Linked DNA regions of Mus musculus: regions 1, 2, 3 and 5 are each linked to region 4. A link is a contact called in public HiCAR-type, HiChIP or PLAC-seq and promoter capture Hi-C data. All regions are on one chromosome and are shown on one strand. Each heading gives the region's core, a stretch centred on a gene start, on an enhancer-like site or on the middle of the called end of the contact. The rest is flanking DNA. Distances are from core to core; before and after follow the strand shown.

The links. HiCAR-type assays count read pairs that join an accessible place to other places. HiChIP or PLAC-seq counts read pairs in DNA pulled down with a chosen protein or histone mark. Capture Hi-C pulls out chosen DNA fragments and counts their contacts.
Region 1: an H3K27ac HiChIP or PLAC-seq map of microglia shows a contact between it and region 4, with 7 times the contacts expected there. The contact joins the enhancer-like site here to the promoter of Pla2g7 in region 4. A contact is called at or near these places in 4 of 39 promoter capture datasets (embryonic stem cells, hippocampal neurons, liver and 1 more), 7 of 115 datasets of contacts at active chromatin or transcription factors (bone marrow-derived dendritic cells, embryonic stem cells, large pre-B cells and 2 more) and 1 of 9 other capture datasets (adipose tissue).
Region 2: a contact with region 4 is called in a promoter capture Hi-C map of adipose tissue, with 4 times the contacts expected there. The contact joins the promoter of Tnfrsf21 here to the promoter of Pla2g7 in region 4. A contact is called at or near these places in 12 of 39 promoter capture datasets (the 3T3-L1 cell line, the C10 cell line, cranial neural crest and 7 more), 7 of 115 datasets of contacts at active chromatin or transcription factors (astrocytes, bone marrow-derived macrophages, embryonic stem cells and 4 more) and 1 of 9 other capture datasets (adipose tissue).
Region 3: a contact with region 4 is called in a FOXA1 HiChIP or PLAC-seq map of pancreatic cancer cells. The contact joins the enhancer-like site here to the promoter of Pla2g7 in region 4. A contact is called at or near these places in 6 of 39 promoter capture datasets (the C10 cell line, cranial neural crest, embryonic stem cells and 2 more), 2 of 115 datasets of contacts at active chromatin or transcription factors (large pre-B cells and pancreatic cancer cells) and 1 of 9 other capture datasets (adipose tissue).
Region 5: a contact with region 4 is called in a HiCAR-type map of astrocytes, with 2.8 times the contacts expected there. The contact joins the promoter of Cd2ap here to the promoter of Pla2g7 in region 4. A contact is called at or near these places in 2 of 39 promoter capture datasets (both in the C10 cell line) and 3 of 115 datasets of contacts at active chromatin or transcription factors (astrocytes, bone marrow-derived dendritic cells and pancreatic cancer cells).

Annotation. Positions count from the first base shown.
Region 1 is chr17:43,031,293-43,033,992 of GRCm38.p6, reverse strand. All of the region lies in intron 1 of Tnfrsf21 (tumor necrosis factor receptor superfamily, member 21), which reads right to left. Among named protein-coding and RNA genes, the nearest start is that of Tnfrsf21, 16 kb to the right of the region's middle. Within about 2 kb of position 1,337, at least 42 of the 459 cell types and tissues checked have an H3K27ac peak or open chromatin away from gene starts, as enhancers often do. A contact at or near this core is called in adipose tissue, bone marrow-derived dendritic cells and microglia, where this site is marked.
Region 2 is chr17:43,015,304-43,018,003 of GRCm38.p6, reverse strand. It overlaps Tnfrsf21 (tumor necrosis factor receptor superfamily, member 21), which reads right to left and starts at 1,449. Exons shown (of 6, transcript NM_178589.3): 1 at 912-1,449. The coding sequence starts at 1,007.
Region 3 is chr17:42,988,937-42,991,636 of GRCm38.p6, reverse strand. No RefSeq gene overlaps it. Among named protein-coding and RNA genes, the nearest start is that of Tnfrsf21, 26 kb to the left of the region's middle. Within about 2 kb of position 1,411, at least 51 of the 459 cell types and tissues checked have an H3K27ac peak or open chromatin away from gene starts, as enhancers often do. A contact at or near this core is called in pancreatic cancer cells, where this site is marked.
Region 4 is chr17:43,567,007-43,569,706 of GRCm38.p6, reverse strand. It overlaps Pla2g7 (phospholipase A2, group VII (platelet-activating factor acetylhydrolase, plasma)), which reads right to left and starts at 1,256. Exons shown (of 12, transcript NM_013737.5): 1 at 921-1,256.
Region 5 is chr17:42,875,118-42,877,817 of GRCm38.p6, reverse strand. It overlaps Cd2ap (CD2-associated protein), which reads left to right and starts at 1,394. Exons shown (of 18, transcript NM_009847.3): 1 at 1,394-1,505. The coding sequence starts at 1,502.

The DNA of each region.
Region 1 (2,700 bases), core at 88-2,587, 540 kb after region 4:
TCTCTTTTACTAACTTCTGTTACATCACCAAGACCTGTCTGTTTTAACATACAAACTGTCTCACTCTAACAATTCAGAGTTCTTCAACAGAATGAGCATATTCTACAGAGCTGGCTTAGCCATTAAAGGCTAGGCACGCAACCAACAGGATGGGTATGTCTTACTTCAGAGGGTCTTCCCACCAAGACTTCATTGACTGCTTTCTTGCATGTATATAGGTCAGGGTATAGTTTTCTATTGTGCACAACTGCTTCTTCCCTCCCATACCCCTCACCTAGCTTCTCTTCTCTCCACATCAGTCCAAGTAGCAGACACGATCACCCTGGTCCCAGTCTTTTGACATCCTAAATGCAATCGATAACCTGGAGCGACCCCATTCTCTCACCCCTAACAATATAAAACATATACACAAACATACGTACATAAACATCCCTGGGTGGATCAAGCAGAAAAAGTCAGGAAAAGAACTGGACAAAGATTTTGAAAAGAGAAGGCATGTTCTTACCCAACCTGTTGGGAAGTCAACAGGATCCTGGGTTGCTCACTTAGGAAATGAGCAGGTTGAACTCAGTAGTAATATTCAACCAATTCTACCCTCCTGCGTGTTGTGATTCTGTCAAATCCTGCCATCCTTATGTAGCCTTTAAATCTCTTTCTAAACACCCAGATGCCAAGCAGATGAGCAACTAGCCCATCGCACTTCCTGTTTCTGTCTATTGTACCAGCGTCTAATTACATAGTGTCTCTTAATGTTGGTTGGCAGTACCGTAAGTGTATATACTTATCTTTCCTTAATGCTTATAAGCAGCTCAAGGCCAGGGACTACTGTACAGACTATACTTCCTCACTTGCTCAACTACCTAATGAACACTAGGAAAATAATAAGCAAACCATCCTTCAAGCCAGGGGCCAGCAAAGGAATGCCAACATACCAGCTCGTCTTATAAACAAGCTTCCTAGAGTCCAGACACTGATGTAGCTAGCACTCGTGGCTGCTTTCAGGCTACTGTGGGAAAGCGACAAAGCTATGACAGAGACCATTCTGCCCAGAAACCTCAGTTAGCTTACTGTTATCACTTGGCCCTTTATAGGTGAAATCTGCCAGCTCCCAGCATGGGCATCTAAAGAAATACAAACATTGCAGAGACCAGCTGCTCATAGAAACTTCCTGGTCTCCCCCATAAGTTTCTTTATGAGCAGAGTGCTCGCTCTCTCTCTCTCTCTCTCTCTCTCTCTTTCTCTCTCTCTCTCTCTCTCTCTCCACCCACTCTAACTCACACGCTCAATCTGGTTCCTTCACACTCGGCTTCAAACTCTCACTTCCCCCTGACGTCTGAGAAAAAGCAAAATCATCCAGAGAGACAAGACTTCCTCCTGGGTGCTCTCCCTGCCTCCCATCCCCAATTGTAAAGCCCTCCTCGGTTTCTTCTTTTCCCTATATGGTTGTCATCGTTTTCTTACTTACACACTTATACTCTGTGTGTCTTCCCTGGAATCTATAATGCAGAACAGGGTTTCTCTGTGTAGCCCTGGCTGTCCTGGAACTCACTCTGTAGACCAGGCTGGCCTCGAACTCAGAGATCCACCTGCCTCTGCCTCCCAAGTCCTGGGATTAAAGGCGTGCGCCACCATGCCTGGCCAGCCTGTGCTCTTAACCTCTGAGCCTTCTCTCCAGCCCCCCATTACTCTCTCTTAACAGAACTATAATTGGCTTCTAAGAATTAGCTTCTTCGTGATACTCAAAATAAAAAGCTAATATACTAAAGAGTTCAAATATTCTTCTCTCATTTAAAAGAAAGAAAAAAAGAGAAGATTACACTTTGTGCTTAAGATTATAAGCAATATAAGAAGGTTAGATTCTCTCTGTGTTTAAACTGCGATTATTATGAAAATTCCATGTATCTAAGAATGTCACCTACAGGGCGGAGGGAGGGTATAGGGAACTTTAGGGATAGCATTTGAAATCTAAATAAAGAAAACATCTAATCAAAAAAAAAAAGGAATGTCAACTACAACAGTGGATAGATGCATCAAGTATCAGCATGCTGTCTCAAACTGTATTTGGTTAAAAACAACAACAACCAAAAACACTACAAGTGTTTATTGAATGATTAGAAGCTTAAACGAGAGAAGCAGAGATCAAGTGGAGAGCAGCACTTGGTGCAGGTGACTGACTGTGAAGGCTTCCAGAGTCTCACTGTGCATCCTGGTGGCCTATAGCACACCTATGATGTGTCACTTGCAGTTTACAGCACAGGTGGGCCTGACTGAAGACAAGAAGCACCCGGATGTGTGAATCCATGTCAGAATGTAGACATCTACTTATTGTTCAGCAATTCCACTTCCATTACCTCATCCTTCAGATAAACAAGAGATCCCTTGGTAGCTTAAAGGTTACAACAGATCTGTGCCATTGACGTTAGCGTGTGTGTGTGTGTGTGTGTGTGTGTGTGTGTGTGTGTGTGTGTGTGTGGTATATGCATGTGTGTGTACAGGTGCACATGCCCACGGGGAAGCCGGAGGAGGATGTAGAGTGTCCTACTCCATCGCTCTCCACTTCGTTGACTTGAGACAGGGCTCTCTCATCAAACCTGGAGCTTGCCATTTTAACAAGACTGGCAGCCAGCAAGCTCCAGCAAGCCTCCTTGTCTCCAGCCTCCATAATGCTGGGGTTACAGGTGCTCACAAGACCACATCCAG
Region 2 (2,700 bases), core at 200-2,699, 550 kb after region 4:
ACGCCCCAGATTTGGGTGCTGAGAGAGCCTGCATCATCTTGCTTGGTGACATGTCTAAACACAGAAAGGGAGAAATAAGAAAAGGATGGGGAAAATTAATCGTCCTTTATGTAGCTCTTTCCCCTCCCCCTCGACTGAGAGCCACAGCGCCGGTTGGCTCCAAGCCTGTGCTTTAGAGGCGCCTGGGTCTCTGGGTCCTTCTTCTCCTCCTCCCCCTCCCACCCCACCCCCACCACCCACCCGGGCTCCTTCTTCTTCTTCTTCTTTTGGCTTGCAGAAATCAGGACCCATCTGAACTAAGAGGGAGGAGAGAAGCAAGGAAGCTGAAGCAAGGGGTGGCCTGCGCCCTACTCCGGAAAGCTTCGCGCGCGGAAGCATGCAGCGGTTGCTCGCGTCCGGAGCGCACCGATCCGGCTGTCTCCACTGCGGTAGCATCCGGACATGACATTGCAGTAGCGACAAAGGAGCGGCCACAACCGGCAGCTGGCTACTGACAGGACTACTCGGGCCTCGCACCGCGCCGAGGGTCTGGCAGCGAATGATATTGGGGTGAGGCTGGGTGTTGGGGTGCGAGATAGGCCGAGTCGGGGGCAAAAACCCAAAAATGCGCAGGACCTCGAGGCGGACACCTCTCGCGCCTCCTTCAAGCAGCCAGATTGCAAGAAAAATAATTCTTTAACACTCACTAGCCTTAGCTCACCACACACACACACACACACACACACACACACACACACACACACACGATCTAGTAGGAGTCCTCCTCGGTCTGGCTATTGCCTTGTAACCAACCCTTCCAACCCGTCTGGTCCCACCGCGCGCCTCCGGCACTACGGGCCCGAGGACCCGCCCGGCTCCCGGACACAGGCTCGAACGTAGCCGCCACCCTAGGGTCCCCTCCTATCGCTCACCAGGAGAAGAGAGCCGGCGACCATCGTGGCTCCGACTTGGCCGGCGGTGCGGCTGCAAGAGGCGAGGGCGGTGATGCTGCTTGCCCGGGTCCCCATGGCCGAGCTCGGGGCTCGCAGCGGCGCCCGGGGCGCTCGGCCCCACGGCAGCTGGAATTGGTGGCTGTTTCTGCCCAGCGCCGCATCCACCGCCGCCTCACGGGCGGTGAGCCCATCTACCTCCAGCAGCCCATGTGCACTGCAGCAGCCAGGCACCCAGGCGGAAGAGGGAGGCAGCAGGGGAGGCTCCGAAAGGCGCTCAGCACCTGCCCAGGGGCGCTGGCGCCCGGGCGGTGAGAAGCAGGCGCGCTCGCAACCCGCGCCTCCCGGTGCTCTCCAACGACAGCGGCTGCGGAGAACCAGAGAGCAGGGCTAGCCGCGACAGTGCTAAAGAGCGACTTCCCATAGCGAAGCTTCCAGCCACTATCAAGCACTCGCCTCCTCCGCTGCCTAGACCGGCCGGCGAGGGACTGAGTCGGATGGCCACTCAGCTCGGGGACACACGTGGTGGCGCCGAAGGGGCGGAGAACGACCCTTTGTGATGTCACCCGGGAGGAGGCCGGGCTCTTTGTGCAGATGGAAAGAACTCAAGGCGCTCCAGAAACCGAGGGGAAGGAGAGGGTGCCCCTTGGCGTTAGCTGGAGGAATTGCGTTTGCTTGTTAACCTGCACACACCCCTCACCCCGACTTAACTTTAAAAAAAAAAAATGATTCCAAGTAGATTGTATGTAAAACAGAGACTATTTTCTTTTCCTAACATAAATATTAACAACAGCCAATATAACTTGCGCATAATGGCGCAGGCCTGTATTTTCATTGCCAGGAAAGCTGAGGAAGGAGAATTTGAAGTTGGAGGGAAATTCTGAGCTACACAGAAAACTCCTATCTCATGCATGCATGCATGCATGCATGCATGAATGAATGAATGAATGAATGAATGACCTGAGCATAACGGTGCCATTAAGCACTCTGTATAATGAGAATATGAACTTCTCCAATTCCAGGCCAGCCAAAATTGGAGTTCTACACAAGCCTGGCTTACAGAGCAAAATCCAGTCTCAGAAATCAATCAATCAATCAATCAATCAATCAATCAATTAAAGGAGCTAGAAAAAAAGCAAAAACCATGGAGCTTACATCAATTGCCAGACACAAAGAGACGTGTGTGTTGGTTCCCAAACTGCTGTGTTTTGAGGTCTGCTGTGTTCTCACAGTGGAGCAAAAGGAAAAAGCAAGTGTAGTCTCGGCATTTATGTGTGGCTCCCCTGCTTCCTGACTGCAGACCCGGTTTAACCAGCTGCCTCCTCTCCTCTCCTCTCCTCTCCTCTCCTCTCCTCTCCTCTCCTCTCCTCTCCTCTCCTCTCCTCTCCTCTCCTCTCCTCTCCTGCAATAACTGTATCCCTGAAACTGTTAGCCAGAAGAAACCTCCCCGTCTCTCAGTATTGTTGGCTATTTGTTCTCAGCAGTGAGGAACCTGGACAGAAACAACACTAAGCATCCCTGACAGGGAGTTGCCATGGTAGGAGCCCTATTTCCTTCCTTGCCAGTTACTACATGGAGAGTTGGTTCTTTTTCTCGGCATTCTTTGGAAGAATGAGATGTATTTAAAAATTAATATGAGGATTAATCCTACTCTCATCTTTCAAACATCTGCCAGTTAAAGAAATAAAACATATATTTAAAAAAGCTTGACCATAAACCCTGAAGGGGAATGCTGTAATATTAAGTTTCCAGTAAAAAATTTTTTTAAATT
Region 3 (2,700 bases), core at 162-2,661, 580 kb after region 4:
TGTCCCTCCTTCTCCCTAAGGTTCTATCATTATCCCTATTTTAATTTTGAAAACGGGACTAAAGCCTTTAAGTGATTCGACCCTCAACTACTATGTAGCAGCGCACAGCTGTGAACCTGAGTCGACCTCACTCCACCACGCACAAACATCTCTGCTACACTCTCCCAGGATGGAGCAGCGAGTTCCACTCACTGGGCAGTCTCTCTTGGGCTTTTTCTCTGCCTCCCATTTCCACTGTTCCTTGTTTGCCTAGTCAGCTGATGCAATCTCAGCGTGCACACCAGGCAAGTGGCACCTGCAGTGTGGGAAGTCAGGTCATTAAGATTCTCTCCACCCGCTGTTCCCTTTGGTTAGACAAACAGCAGCTAATGAGGCTTGCTGACGTCAGTAACAGTCGCGCTGGGGAGGTGCGCTGCTCACTCACCCATTTCACAGATCATCTGGGCAAGCAGAGGACCCGGGAGCAGAGCTATTCAAAACAAATAGGAAGAAAAACCCAACTCTCTTCCCGTTCCGCTGAGCCTTAAACGCCTGCTCATCTCTGAGATAATGTTATCATTCTACTACTGTATGGGGAAAGGGCTATTTCAGGATTTTTCTAGAAGGGCAAATTATTTGAAGGGCTAGGTGTGTTTTCTCCCATGGTGTACTTCTCAAGACTTTTTTGATGTTCTCTTACATAGTAAATAATATATACCTTAATTTTTTAAACTTTCTGTTTATTTAGTGCTTGTGTGCACGTGCACATGCATATTTGCATACACCTGTGGCGGTCAAGAAAACAACTCGTGGGAGACAGTTTTCCCCTTCCACGGTGTGGATTTCAGGGATTGAGCTCAGGTCATCAGACTTGGCAGCAGATACCTTAAACTGCTCTGTCATCTCACTGGCCCGACAATAATGGATTCTTCAGCCTGAAAGGAACTTTGAGATATGTGTGTGTGTGTGTGTGTGTGTGTGTGTGTGTGTATACATCTGCATATACATATGCATATACGTATATATATTTGCAAAGAAATATAGTAGCACTGCACTTTAAAGGCAAGTGAAGATTTCCTTTCCAATTAGAACACACACACAAACACAAACACACACACACACACACACACACACACACACACACACACAAGCACACACACACACACAAACACACACACACACACACACTGCCATACTGCCCAGGGATCTGCAGAGATGAATGCTTGAATGCACAGTGTCATGTGGAAAATGGACCAATGATACAGCCTGTGACAGAGGAACGGTGTCAAATGGTTCTCTGGCTTCTGTGTCGAGGGAAGCCCCCCAACTTTGTGGTTAAGGAGGCCAGAGACAGGTTTCTACTTGTCTGTAGCGAGGCTGAATCACTTGGTGTTCAGCCTCCTTAATAATATGGCATGCGGGCTACAGTGATGACTCAGTGGCTAAGAGCACTGTCTGCTCTTCCAGAGTCTCTCTTGTACTCAATACCCATATGGTGACTCACAGCCATCTGTAACTCCAGTTCCCAGAGATCTGATGCCCTCTACTGGCCTCCTCAGGCACCTGCATGCAAGTGGTGCACAGACACCTGTAGGCAAACACCCATACCTATTTACAAATATGACCCTGAGGTAATGCATGTGCCATGTACTGATTGAGGCAAAAGATTTTTATTGAGCCTCTGCACATGCCCTATGCTAAGCCAAAGACTGAGCAGACAGACAAATGGACAATTCTTCCTTTTGTGAATAAACACCTTGGTTCAAAATGCAAAGAAAAAAATTATTCAAGTACAAGAGTATTGATTTTGCTACAAATAACCATACCCAGGGTATATGGTGTGTGGGGGGGGGGGGGAAGGCAGGGGGGTGGATGTCATCATTTAGAGACAGAAAAACAAGACACCTGGAAAAATAAAATCTAGACTCATAAATCTAGAAAATGTGACTGACCTAGATGTGACTCAGATTTCAGATACCAGCATGTAGTGCTGTGTTCAAACGTGGGGACATCCACTTCAACTTGCATCCCCTTAGTCAATAGGCTAGAGCTTAAACAGGACCATGGAGATAAATGGCCAGGTGACAGCAGGGTCTGTTCATAGCAGCCGACAATAGCGGAGGACTAGGTGGAGATGTGGTGCTCACCGCGAAGCTACTGCAGATCAAAACTATGTTTTGTCCCTCTCACTTGGTGAGGTAAGCAAAGTGGCGCCTCGCCGTCATCCTCCAGGCACCCTGGATGAGACAAGTAAAAAACTCCTCCCTCAGCTACTTGTTTTCTAAGATTTATTTATTATTATATCTAAGTACACTGTAGCTGTCTTCAGAGGGAGTCAGATCCCATGACAGATGGTTGTGAGCCACCATGTGGCTGCTGGGATTTGAACTCAGGACCTTTGGAAGAGCAGTCAGTGCTCTTAACCACTGAGCCATACTCTCCAGAGCTTCTCCCTCCCTCCCTCGGCTTCCAATTGCATCTTTGTAGTGAACAGCGGAAACTGGTTCAACATAGACCCATTGACTGAAGCTTTAGAACAGCGGAGCGAGTGAAGCCAGCAAACAAAAGGCTCAGACCATCAACTATCTCTGGCCTGGTTGTCCTTCATGCTGTTTCCTCTCTGTGCTACGACAGCACCAAACCCAGCCTAGAACATTCTAAAACTGACAAAAGCGAGAGGGACCGGAACACAAGTGAGAATTGGCATCTGCATCGCTTGCC
Region 4 (2,700 bases), core at 7-2,506:
ATCTCTTCTATAAGGTTACTAGGGTCCCTTCAGTAAGAAAAACCTGCCTGGGTGCTGACAGTTCTCCAGTACCCTCCAGACCTTCTCTTTGTTTTGACCCAGGTCAATGTGACTTCAAAATTTGCTTACCAGCCCTCTTGCTTCAGGGAACACACACACACACACACACACACACACACACACACACACACACGCGCGCGCCTCCCAACTCAGCAATCTTATTTGGGTCAAATGTAATCCACCCAAATCAGATTGCGTGCCTTTTAGAGGTGACAACACCATGCGAGTAAGAGCCTGCCTGCCTCCCTCCCTCCCTCCCTTCCTTCCTTCCTTCCTTCCTTCCTTCCTTCCTTCCTTCCTTCCTTCCTTCCTCTTTTCCTTCCCACGACCCTGAAGTGATTCCCATGGGATAGAATGGAAGCCCCAATCGAGGACCATGTTCTTTTTTTATTTTTTTTTAATTTTAATTTTAATTAATTAATTTATTTAGCTTACTTTGCTTTGTAAAAATCCAGCCTTAAAGGTCATTTCATCTGGCCAGCAGCCGGATGCCCCAAGAAAGAGCAGCATTGCTTTATTTTTATAATTCAGTTTTCAAACTTCTTAGACCTGGGAAGATCTGGGATATTCCTTGTAAGGACGTCCCAGGATGAGATCTAAGAACACCACATTTCCCTGCTGCACTGGGTTCAGCTTCCGCCCCCTCAATTCTGAATTCTTAGGGTGGCTTTCTCAGAAGCAACCCCTCCCCTCCACGCAACAATTCTGGAGCCAGTTTCTGGGGAGCTCCGAGGTGAGTCCTGAGCCAAACACTTGAACGTTGTGGTTCCAGCCCACCCACCTTGAGGACCACGCTCCCACGTCCCCGCAGTAGCCCACTGACACCATCACAAGCCCTTCCCTGCCCTTGGGCTTCTTACCTGGTCACTGCACTGACTCCCGGATACCCAGAACCCTGAGCGCAGCAATGCCACCAGAGCGAGTCAGATCCTAGCACGGCAGGCTTCCAGACAGTCTTTTTACCCCCGGGGATAGAATAACTCAGAGGTGGGTTGAGCATACAGCCTCCTCGTAAAATCTACCTTTAGGCTCGACCCTCCCCTCCTCCGGTTGCTGTGCAAGAGGGACAGGGGAGGAGCGTGTGGCCCAGCCTCCTGACAGCTCCAAGCTGCTGCGACTCAGGCTCACACAACACTAGCTCCAGGGACAGCCACCACTTGGACCTCTTCGAGCGCCCATGCGTGGATCCTGACTGTGCCTGGGGGGCGGGGAGGGTGATGATGGGCTCTTAGTTTCCTAGTCTGACACCCGATTCTCATCAGGCTCGCGACGAGCTGTGCCCATCCCCAAGCCTATCTTTCTAGCCCCGTTCTGTTCTCCATATCCGCAAAGTTCACGGAATCACTGAACACTAGTCGAGAATCTAAAAGGTTCCGCGCAGCTCGTATTTTGCTACTTTGTACCCAGAATCCCGCTTCACCTCTTGAGGAGATTACGTTCCAGACTAGAAGGCCTGCCCCTACCCAGCTTTCTTACTTTGCGATTATGAGGAACAGAGTGATTGAAGAGTCCGTCTCATAGCTCAGTCTGACTAGGCTATTAATGATTGCTGTAAAAACATTTCCATGCAAATACAAACATCCTCTCCAAGGGCGTGGGGGTGGAGGTGGAGATGTGAAAGGTTCTCTATAGGAGCAGAAATTTGGAAGATTCTTGAGGGCTCTTTCTCAGCGGTATAAAAAGTGTAAACAACGGGGGGCGGGGCGGGGGTGGGGGCGGGGTGGGGGGTTGGAGATTCTAAGGACTGAAGAACAAAGGAGAGATTTGGATTGCCAGGATGTATACAAAAGTGCAGAGAGCTCCAGGATTGCGGCTTTAATGAGTCATCGCTCGCACCCACGGAGCTGTGGTGCTGTGTGGGAGTGACGCAGTTGCTCCTATGAGTACCCCTTCATCCATACTTCTGTTAGGAACCCCAATCCTGACGAACTCACTGGTTCACCAAGCTAGACACTGGGGAAATTGTTCTATGGATCAGTCTGGGTTCCCTTTCTGGGGTGCATTAACATGTGTGTTGTATCTCCCCGGCAAAAAGGTTTTCTCCTCAAACCCATCTTCCGATCATTCATCTAAAGCTGTTTAGAAACTTTAGGGAAATTAGGTTGAAATTTATCTGTTGTATTACAGTATTATACTTTTGATTATTTTGGATTAGGTTAAGTTCTCACTTAGTCTTTATGAGTTTAAAACAATAATTTTCTGCAGGATCAAGGGAGAGTAAGAAGGAGACCTTGGTGTCTAGCTTTAGAAATGTAATCTAACAGTTTAGCAAGGCAGAGGGGATAGAGGAGAAGGGCTCTGGCCTAACAAAGCTAGGTTTGCCATGTTCAGGTCTACTAGAGCCTCTTCGGACGAACACAATAACTGAGAAGTAAATATAGGATATTTATAGAGGCCTGAAAATACTGATCAGTGGTAGGGCACTTGCCTAGTACACATGAGGTCTTAAAGAACCAGCCAGCCTCCATTTTAGTAAAGACAATCCAGGATCATTCCTGTTTATGATTAAACCTCTGCTTCTCAAAGACTGGGCTGTGCCCCACCGGGAACAGTGAAAAGGAAACAGGAGCCACATTGTTATACATTGTTATTAAGTCTCCATTCCCTACAAGAAGTGTCTGTTCCCTAGGACCAGTGTAT
Region 5 (2,700 bases), core at 145-2,644, 690 kb after region 4:
GAACTAATTGCAACTGTTTTATCCACTTGTTTCTACAAGTTTTGCTTCAGAATTCACCATTGGCAATCTTTTTAGGAGTAGTGAAAGATGCTCAAAGCGGGGCTATAGGAGGGAGTGGGAATGGCTATTTACAAAGTCTCTACTCTTGTTCTACACTGTAAATAAACATTTCTTTTAACACATTAACTGCTAAAGCTCCAGTCAGGTTCATTCACCCAGGGACCTACAAAAAAATAAACGGCAGAGCTGAGTTTCAGAGACCCAAGTCGGCCTGGTTCCAACGGGCAAAGCAGTTTAAGTGTCCGGTAGCTGTGAGAATTCAAAGGCGTAATTTCTTGAAAAAAAAAAAAAAAACAAAAAACCAACACTAGGCACAATAGTTGGCAGTCAACACGTTGCTCCCCCATACTTGCTCAGGCCTTGAAGTTGACTTTTTCAAATAGGAGGGGAGGAAAATTAAGGTCATATTAATTAAATTTGTCAATAAGTTGAAGAAAGCTCGTGTTTGATTACAATAATCCTACGCCGGCCTTCATATTGACTCTAGAGGAAAAAAAAAATAATGCCTGGCAATGTTTCAAACCACGATGCCTAATTTAGAACGATTTCTATTTCAAAAGAGGGTGTAGGAAGTCATCTTTGGCCAACAAGAGACTCAAGGAATACAATAATGTATGCCTATGAAAAATTCACTGCGTTTCTCACCCACCCCAAAGAAAAACATTGCTTTTGACCCGCAGGGAACTCTGTAGGTGAACTGTGGGGTCCCCACATTTGCGGGGGGGGGAAGGGGACCCCGCCTTGAACTTCGAAGTTCTCGCTCCCATAGCTGTTCTCTTTTAGATCTCTCACAAGCGACACCTTTGCAAAAAAAAAAAATAAATAAAAAAGAAAGAAAAAAGAAAGTGGGGTAACCGGGGCTCATTTTGCAGAACCCCTTTGGTATCTGTATGGGCCGGGCAGCCAGCTGTGTCGTACACCCCAGGGAGACCAAGTGCCCGCAGCCCGCCACACCTGGAGGATGGTGGCGCGCGCCCCCGCGTGACGTCACCGCACCTGGCACCAGCTGCCGGAGCCTGGGTGGCGCGCGCGGGGGCCGCAGGGGGCGTGGCCGGGAATCCCAGATCGTTCTCGCGAGATTTCGCCCCAGCCGGGTCCCGACTCTCTTCACACTGGGCCCGTGGCTTGCCACCGCGTTCTCGAGCGTGGCGCGCTCCGCCTCCGAGGGAGCGGGTGCGGGCTGACCGTGCGAGACCCCGCCAAGTGCCTCAGCCAGCTGCGAGCGGAAGCGGCCCGGGAGCGTGGCTGAGTGCGCCCTGTGCTCAGGCGCGGACCCCGTTCTCCACCCCCCCTCCCACCCCCGCCTGCCGGGGCTGCGGCCGAGGCCGGGCGTGAGGAGCGGCCAAGCGCGCCGCGGGCGGATGGAGTCGCTTCCCCGCCGCGCCTGAGCCGGTGCACAGAAGGGGCCGCGGGGCCGCGCTCTCCCCGCCAGAGCCGCAGCATGGGTAAGCACTACCGCGCCGGCCACTGGGCTCCTCGCACGCGGGTCGGCTCCAATCGGGCTCTCCCCTCGTCGGTCCTTGTGCGGGACAGCGGGGCTCGAACCCGTGACCCGTTGCCCTGCGCCCTCTGGGAGCCCCTGACTTCCATGGGGGAGGGCGATCGCGAACTTGAGAAAGTGGCACTTGCAGCTCTGCTACTCGGTGGCTTGGTACAGATTGGTTTAAAAAAGAATGCACTCACACCCCCACATCTACTATGCACGCGCACACACACACACACACACACACACACACACACACACACACACACAGACATTTTGTCATAGAGAATTGGAAGCACAGGAAGAAACTTAATTCTCTTTGCGATCGGCTGGGCTTTTTGGCAGTGATTTGTGACTTCTCTCCCCTTCCTCTTTTCGTGGGTCAGTTTTTTGAAATCGTTTTTCCTGGTATTCGTCGTCTGCCTTGTCAGGTGTGTTGGCACCTAGCAGCGCGGCGAATTTCCTCCTCCTGAGGACTGGGTTAGGGGTTCGGTTATTCTAGGATTCCCAGTTGGAACCTCTGGAGGAGCTGTTTGCTGTTTCCTGTTTGGAGGGAGACTTCCTTCTTGGAGGCGAGCAAAAGTACCGGGGCCACAAGGTTGTTTTTCTGTGCGTTCTTCAGGTTTTCGTTTGGAGTCAGAGAGAGAGAGAGCAAGCGTCGCAGCGGACTTCTTTGAAAAGGAGTTTTGTTCAGTGGTGTAACAGTTCTTTTGATAAGTTGCGTCTGGGCTAGACACGAGCTCCCTCGAATGGTTATAATTTAAAAGTAAAGTAAAAGTATGTTTCTCCCCCGCCCCCCCGCCCCCAGCTTGGTGTTACCACAAGGCAAAAAGTGTAAGACCAGTATTTGGTTTTGTGGTATAAATCAGAAAGACATTATCACGTTCTCACTCCAGAGTCGATGCTGCTTAAAACCATTACTGAAATTAATAATTCAGGAAACTAGCGGATGATTTAGAAGCCCAACAAAAACAGGAGCTCTGCTGATGTGGCACCCCGTGCCCACACTTTGTTTTGTGGGAGACAAATTTAGCTAGTGTTTACAGACACTGGCTATTCTGTTTTCTTAGAGCTTCTAATTTTATTCTCCCTCCGCTTCCCTCCTGCTTTGTGTACCTTTTATACACCAAGTGCTTTTTGACTCAGGAGACAAACAT